Linked DNA regions of Mus musculus: region 2 is linked to region 1. A link is a contact called in public promoter capture Hi-C data. All regions are on one chromosome and are shown on one strand. The core of a region is the stretch at or near the end of the contact, and the rest is flanking DNA. Distances in the headings are between cores, read along the strand shown.

Evidence for each region. Promoter capture Hi-C pulls out the DNA fragments that hold promoters and counts their contacts.
Region 2: a contact with region 1 is called in a promoter capture Hi-C map of the 3T3-L1 cell line, with 3 times the contacts expected there. The contact joins the promoter of Hoxaas2 here to the enhancer-like site in region 1. A contact is called at or near these places in 5 of 39 promoter capture datasets (the 3T3-L1 cell line, the C10 cell line, the HPC-7 cell line and 2 more), 2 of 115 datasets of contacts at active chromatin or transcription factors (astrocytes and craniofacial prominence) and 1 of 9 other capture datasets (embryonic stem cells).

Annotation. Positions count from the first base shown.
Region 1 is chr6:51,332,881-51,336,075 of GRCm38.p6, reverse strand. No RefSeq gene overlaps it. Among named protein-coding and RNA genes, the nearest start is that of Gm32479, 26 kb to the right of the region's middle. Within about 2 kb of position 1,920, at least 66 of the 459 cell types and tissues checked have an H3K27ac peak or open chromatin away from gene starts, as enhancers often do. A contact at or near this core is called in craniofacial prominence, where this site is marked.
Region 2 is chr6:52,164,389-52,167,344 of GRCm38.p6, reverse strand. It overlaps Hoxaas2 (Hoxa cluster antisense RNA 2), which reads right to left and starts at 1,671. Exons shown (of 3, transcript NR_131182.1): 1 at 1,358-1,671. It overlaps Hoxa2 (homeobox A2), which reads left to right and starts at 2,514. Exons shown (of 2, transcript NM_010451.2): 1 at 2,514-2,956. The coding sequence starts at 2,701.

The DNA of each region.
Region 1 (3,195 bases), core at 671-3,170:
GTCAAGGACCCCAGTGCCTCAGACCCACGGGAATGAGAAAACCGAGCTTGGGTGAAGATCAGAGGGAGGGCAAAGCCCTCCTCAGGGCCCAGCTGTAAATGCTAACTGTGTGTGCAGAAAATGTCCACTAAGGCTTTCTCCCTATGGAAGTTTAGAACCTGAAGAGATTGCTCCTCCAAAGGCTGCTCCTACGGAGATTAGCCACCCACCTCCATGTTTACTTTCGTGTAATAATCCCACCTCCTGGTTCAGCTGTATGCAATAACTCTGCTTCCCAGTCCAATTGTATATACTATACACTCTAGGGTGCCCTGGCTTCTCCGACAGAGAGCCCAGCCATGCAATCTCAGCCTTCTGTGTCTGTCCTTTGTTCATTCCCCTTTGCCTTGAGTTAGCGTTCCAGAAACCAAGCCATGCAAGGACAGGGCAACCTTTGGAGACAATGTGGCAGGCGTGATACAGTGACGTGAGTGGTCAGCTTGGAGCCAGAGGGTCAGGACTCCTAGCCACAGTCTGCAGAAACAGAGGGACTGGAGAGTAAGCAGCCTGCTGATGTTGTCATCCACTGCTCCTCTGTCCACAGAGCCGCCTGAGAGAACGGAGTGTGCTGGATACTGTACTGTGTAATCCATGCATTATCTCATGTGGCTGGCCCAGCACTCTAGACTGCATAGTCATCTTCCCAATATATACATTTAAAGATGAAGAAAAGTCTCCCCTCTGTACTCTCCTTTGCAACCACACCCTTTGGTCTTTAGGTCTTCTTCCCAGGGTTCCCGACTTCTGAAGGCATTTATGATTTATGGCCTCTGCAATCTCAGGGGTGCACAAATGGGAAAGCAACCCAAATGTAATTTCGGAGACGGAAGAGTGGTGAGAGATATTGAATTCACCCGATTCCCCTCCTTGGGTGTGGCTGGGGCTCTTCCAGATGTCCCCTGTCACCACTCTAGGCCTCTTTACTTTGGCTTGCAGCATGCCTGGGGCATGCTGGGAGATCCATAGTGTTTGTAGAGACCGCTGACTCTGAAGTGGCCACTCAGACACTAATAACAGAAGCAGGGAGCTGGGGAGATGGCTCCTCGGGTAAAGAGCTTCCTGGGCAAGCTCGGGGACCTGAGATCTGATCCCCGACATCCACTTAAGAAGCAGTGTGTGGTGACGCATGTCTGCAATCCCTGGGCTGGGAAGGCAGAAGGAGGAGGGTTTAGGGGCTTGAGCTCTAGTTAGTCTACCCCAACGGTGAGCTCCAGTTTCCCTGAGAGACCCCATCTCGAAAAGTAAAACTGAAGGTGATTTAAGACACCTGAGACACACACACACACACACACACACACACACACACACACACACACACACGCACAGCAGGATCATTCATGGTCTCTGTCTTGTGTCTGTGTGAACCTGACACTCTCTCTCCATGGGGATCCTGAGATTTCCATTTCTACATCTGACTAACCAATGGGAGCTGGGAGCAGTAACTGCAAACACAGAACAGCCAAAACAAACAGCAAGCAAGCAAGCAAGCAACAAGCAAGCAAGCAAGCAAACAAACAAACAAACCTATGTGTACTGGGAGTAGGAAGGGAAGGGAGCCGGGCAGAAAATATCCCTGCATTTGTTAGAAGGAACTTAGTGCCTTCTTCCGGAGCTGATGTAAATTCTGCTGTTCACAGCACAAAGGCATTTCTTTCCACTTCTTGCTTGCTGTAAGCAAGGTTAGAGACCAGAGCTGAAAATGCCTTAGTGTTAAACTACTGCCTGACACAATGAAACAAAGGCAGTGTTTAGCTCTCCCTTTTCAACATAGGAGCATCTGTTGCTATGTTAAAAAAAAACAAATGCTGTGGGAAGCCTAGTCCCAAGGGGACAGTTTGGATAGTGGGCTCCGCTCCTCCCGCCCCCAGAACAAGACCAGCCAACAACAACAGGAGCCTGACAGCTGGAATCCATTCTGGATGTCTACACTGAGCATTCACCCGTGATTAGATTTGTTTCCACAATGGTCCCAAACTCATAACATGCACTTAAAATCAAGACCCCCTTCCCAATCCCCTTAAATAAAACCTAGTCTGTGAGTCATTACTCTTTATCCAGTTCAAACTTGGTGGCTTGAAGAAGCAACCACTAAGTGCAACATGAGCCCAGCAGTGAAGTCTCCGAGGCGGGCTCACACACCACAGCCTCTGATAAACATCGAGAAGTGGGCGTTGGGATGGGAGGTTCTTGAGGAAGAGCTCTAATTGTGTAAATGTTCATACTCTTTGGCCCTGGATGTAATCAAGTGATCTTTGTGCCTTCCAGATTTTTTTTTCTTTTTTGTTAATCAAGGTGATGTGGATGATTTTTTTAACTTACATTTTAAAAACTTACATTTCATTGATTTATTGTGTGTGGTGGAGGAGGGCTCATGCACACATGTGTGCACGCGTGGAGGTCAGAGAACAACATGTGGGTGTTGGCTTTTTCCTCCCACCACGTGGGGTCTGGGGCTCAGACTCAGGTCACCCAACAGGCTTGACGGTCATTTCCCATACCCACTGAGCCATCTCACCAACTCCAGGTTAAATTTGACATAAAGTCACAGTAAGAATGATTTTGCTTTCCCAGGGCCACTCAGGTCACATTCAGGAGAGGGGACATATGGGACAAGGAGTAAGAACACCTCCACAGGGAAGGTGGATGGAGCGGTGGATGGTAAGGTCTTTCAGGTTTAGAAGAGCAGGTTCCTGCACAGAACTGAGTTTTGCCCCAGGCTTGTCCTGCTGCTGAGAAATCAGAGATCCCGTCTCTGCACAGACACGGGGGAAATAGAAACTGTACATTTGCTCCGGGGCTTTTCCTCAACTCTCCGAGCCTGGATAAACACAGAACTGCATTTCTTGGACTCAGACCCATCTGGAGTAAGGAAGCGTCCTGCTGCATTGGCTAGACATCAACCAGCGGCCACAGGCGAACGAGCAAAAAGAATGGCCTCTTATCCACGGTGGGAAAGAAATGGTGTGCAGGATTCGAGGTCACTCCACAGTGCTGGGAACACGCCAGTCAATCCGGGCGAAAGCCTCTCCTGCTTTTCCTGTCATACTACCTCTGTAGGCCAAATGTCACCGTTTAGAACCAGCCTGAAATCTTACTTGAAAGCCAAGAAGACAGATGCTAAGTGGATCCTTGTGTTTTGCCAAATCCAGATTGCTT
Region 2 (2,956 bases), core at 422-2,921, 830 kb before region 1:
AAAGAAAAAATAAATTCACCTCACGCTCAGCTTCCTGGATATTAAAAAAGAAATAGTTATTAAAATATCTCCAGAATTAAAGTAATAGATTGGGGAAAGATCTGAATGCTGGAGCAGTCTCAGAAAAGGGTTTTCTTCCAGATGGCTTTTGAATTAAGGCAGCTGAGGAAGGCAAAAAGCTTTTTCACCCACGCAGCCTGACAAAGCCCAATGCTGTGGGCAGCCCTGCTTTCTAACTTTCCTCTGTCTCTCAATGCTTTCTGGTAAAAGCAAATGCCCAAAGCCACCACCCTTCCATCTGCAAAGCACCTTCCCTGAAAGCAGCCTTAGAGCCCTCTCTACGGCCAAACCCCGATCTTTAAAAAGACAAAATTTCCCTGTTTACTTGCGTTTCCTGCCCTCCTCTTTGCTGGGCCACATTTGAGCTTGGAAAAAGCTTGAAGCTGAGATGTGTTCTTAAGGGCCAGAAGCTGTCAGGGCTTTTGGTGAGCAAGATTGATCACACCCAGACTTCCTTCAGAGCTTTGTTTGGAATAAAAGCAAGAAAACTGGAAAAACCCTTACATTTTCCAAAATAGCATCTCTATCTGCAAGGTAATGCTCAGAGCTGGTCAAGGCTGGAGACCACTTTAGAGCCAAACCCCCTAACTGCTAGCTAGCCTCAGAGATGGAGTTCTGCCCTTGCTCCTTGGTCAGCCTTTCTTGTTTTCTGCATAGTATTTTCTCCCCCACCAACCTTTCTCTCCTTGGCCATCAGAATGATTTATTTTCCTGCCACTGATGCCTGCCGGCCTGGGGCATTCTGATCACTTGGTCCATTTCAAAGGAAAAAAAAAAAAAAAACCAACCCCAGAATCTCCATCCATCCTTAGGGTTTGAGGGAGAGAAGGTACCTTCATTAGATCTCTCTCTCTCTCTCTCTCTCTCTCTCTCTCTCTCTCTCTTCTGGTATGGTGATTTTTTTATTTTAAGTTCTTGCTTGGTATCTAAAGGTGTTGTCTTTTGAATCCTTCAGCCCTGTCCAGCACTCAGTCCGAAGTCCTGCCTCAGAACTGGAGGAAAGAGAATGAAAGGAGAAGTAGAAGGATATAACTCCTCCTTGAGATGCCCTCTCCTCTGCAGTGCTGTTCCCACAACATAACCAGGGTGCGATTCTCCCTGGTGCCCAAGAGCAGGATGGTGTGGGAGGCAATTCAGGCTGCCAAGAAATACTCGCTTCATCTGAACCAACCAGTCCCCAACCAGAGTGACAAGGACTCGAAGAAGAGTAGGAGGGAAAGAGGGACCAAGAAACAAGAGTCCTTTCCCTCCCTGCTGACAAGTTCCAGCACTCTTCCTGGAAGTCGGAAATACTCACCGCACCCGAGCCCTACGGGTATGAAACCCAGAGTGCCAGGAGCCGCACGAGCCTGCTCGGGACGGCATTGTTTTGGCTGGCCGCCGCCCAGGCTACGGGGATTTGGACACAAGGACCTGGGGCTGCTGTCTCTCTTGGCACATGCATCTATCTTTCTCCAGCCACTCCTGAGAAGTTGATGGCGAAGGAAGATCAGCAGGCTTCGAGAGCCGCCTCTCGTTTTCCGCTGCCCGCAGGAGTCAGATGCAAAGCTGCCGTGGAAAAGCCGGCTAACAATGGGCCAGGGGCGCAGGTCCCGGGCTGGACATTAAGAGGAGGCGAGAGGCTGGGGGGGAGGAGAAGGGGACAGGATAGAGTGGGGTGGGGGAAGGAGAGAGGAAAAAAGGAAAGGAGAAAGGAGAGGAGAGAGGGAGGGAGCGAGGAGAGAGAGGGAGAGAGAGAGGGAGAGAGAGAGAGAGAAGAATGAATATGAATCGGTTCTGAGAACTGATTTTGGAAAAAGAGGAGGAAGAGGAAAGGTGAACCCCAATATTCATTCTCTCTCTCTCTCTCTCTCTCTCTCTCTCTCTCTCTCTCTCTCTCCCTCTCTCCCTCTCTCCCTCTCTCCTCTCTCTCTCCCACTCTGCTCCTTTCTCTTGCCTTAGCAGAACTTATGTGGCTGAGATGCAGGGCCCTGGGGTGTCAAAACTTTGAAGATTAATGGATTACTTTGTTAATGACTGCAGGCGTCAGGCTGAGGTGCTTAAATGATTTGTGAGGTGCGAGGCGTCTTCCCGACAGTCCCAAACAATGCGCGGAGTGTGCGGGGGAGGCAGAGGGCAGCCACTGGCGGGACGGCAGCAGGGCTCACACGCACACACTCACACACACACTCCAGGGAGCACACTAGATCCTTGCAGATCAGGAGGCAAACAGGCACTCTCGCCCCCCACGCACTCCCGGGGCATTGCCATCCACACCCACATATATGTATTTTTGCCCTGAAAAAAAGTGTAAATAAAGCCTCGATGGCCCCCAATGAGGCGTTCCTTTCTGACTTTTTTGGATCAATCAAACAGACAGTGGCTTCTTTTGATTAAAGCCCAAATTGTCATTGGGCAGAAGCAATCATGTGACAGCCAATTCGGTCCAATTTCAACCTTGTCTCCATGAATTCAATAGTTTAATAGTAGCGCGGTCCCCATACGGCTGTAATCAGTGAATTAGAAAAAAAACACCCCAGCAGCGATCTTCTATGATAGATTTTTTTTTCCTTCGCGCTCGCCTTTTTCCTGGGCCTTGCCCCCCCAAAGCCCCTCCAAAAGAGGGAACTTTTCCTCCGAGGGGGCTCCAAGGAGAAGGCCATGAATTACGAATTTGAGCGAGAGATTGGTTTTATCAATAGCCAGCCGTCGCTCGCTGAGTGCCTGACATCTTTTCCCCCTGTCGCTGATACATTTCAAAGTTCATCAATCAAGACCTCGACGCTTTCACACTCGACACTGATTCCTCCTCCTTTTGAGCAGACCATTCCCAGCCTGAACCCGGGCAGTCACCCTCGCCACGGCGCTGGCGTTGGCGGCCGCCCCAAGTCGAGCCCCGCGGGCAGTCGCGGCAGCC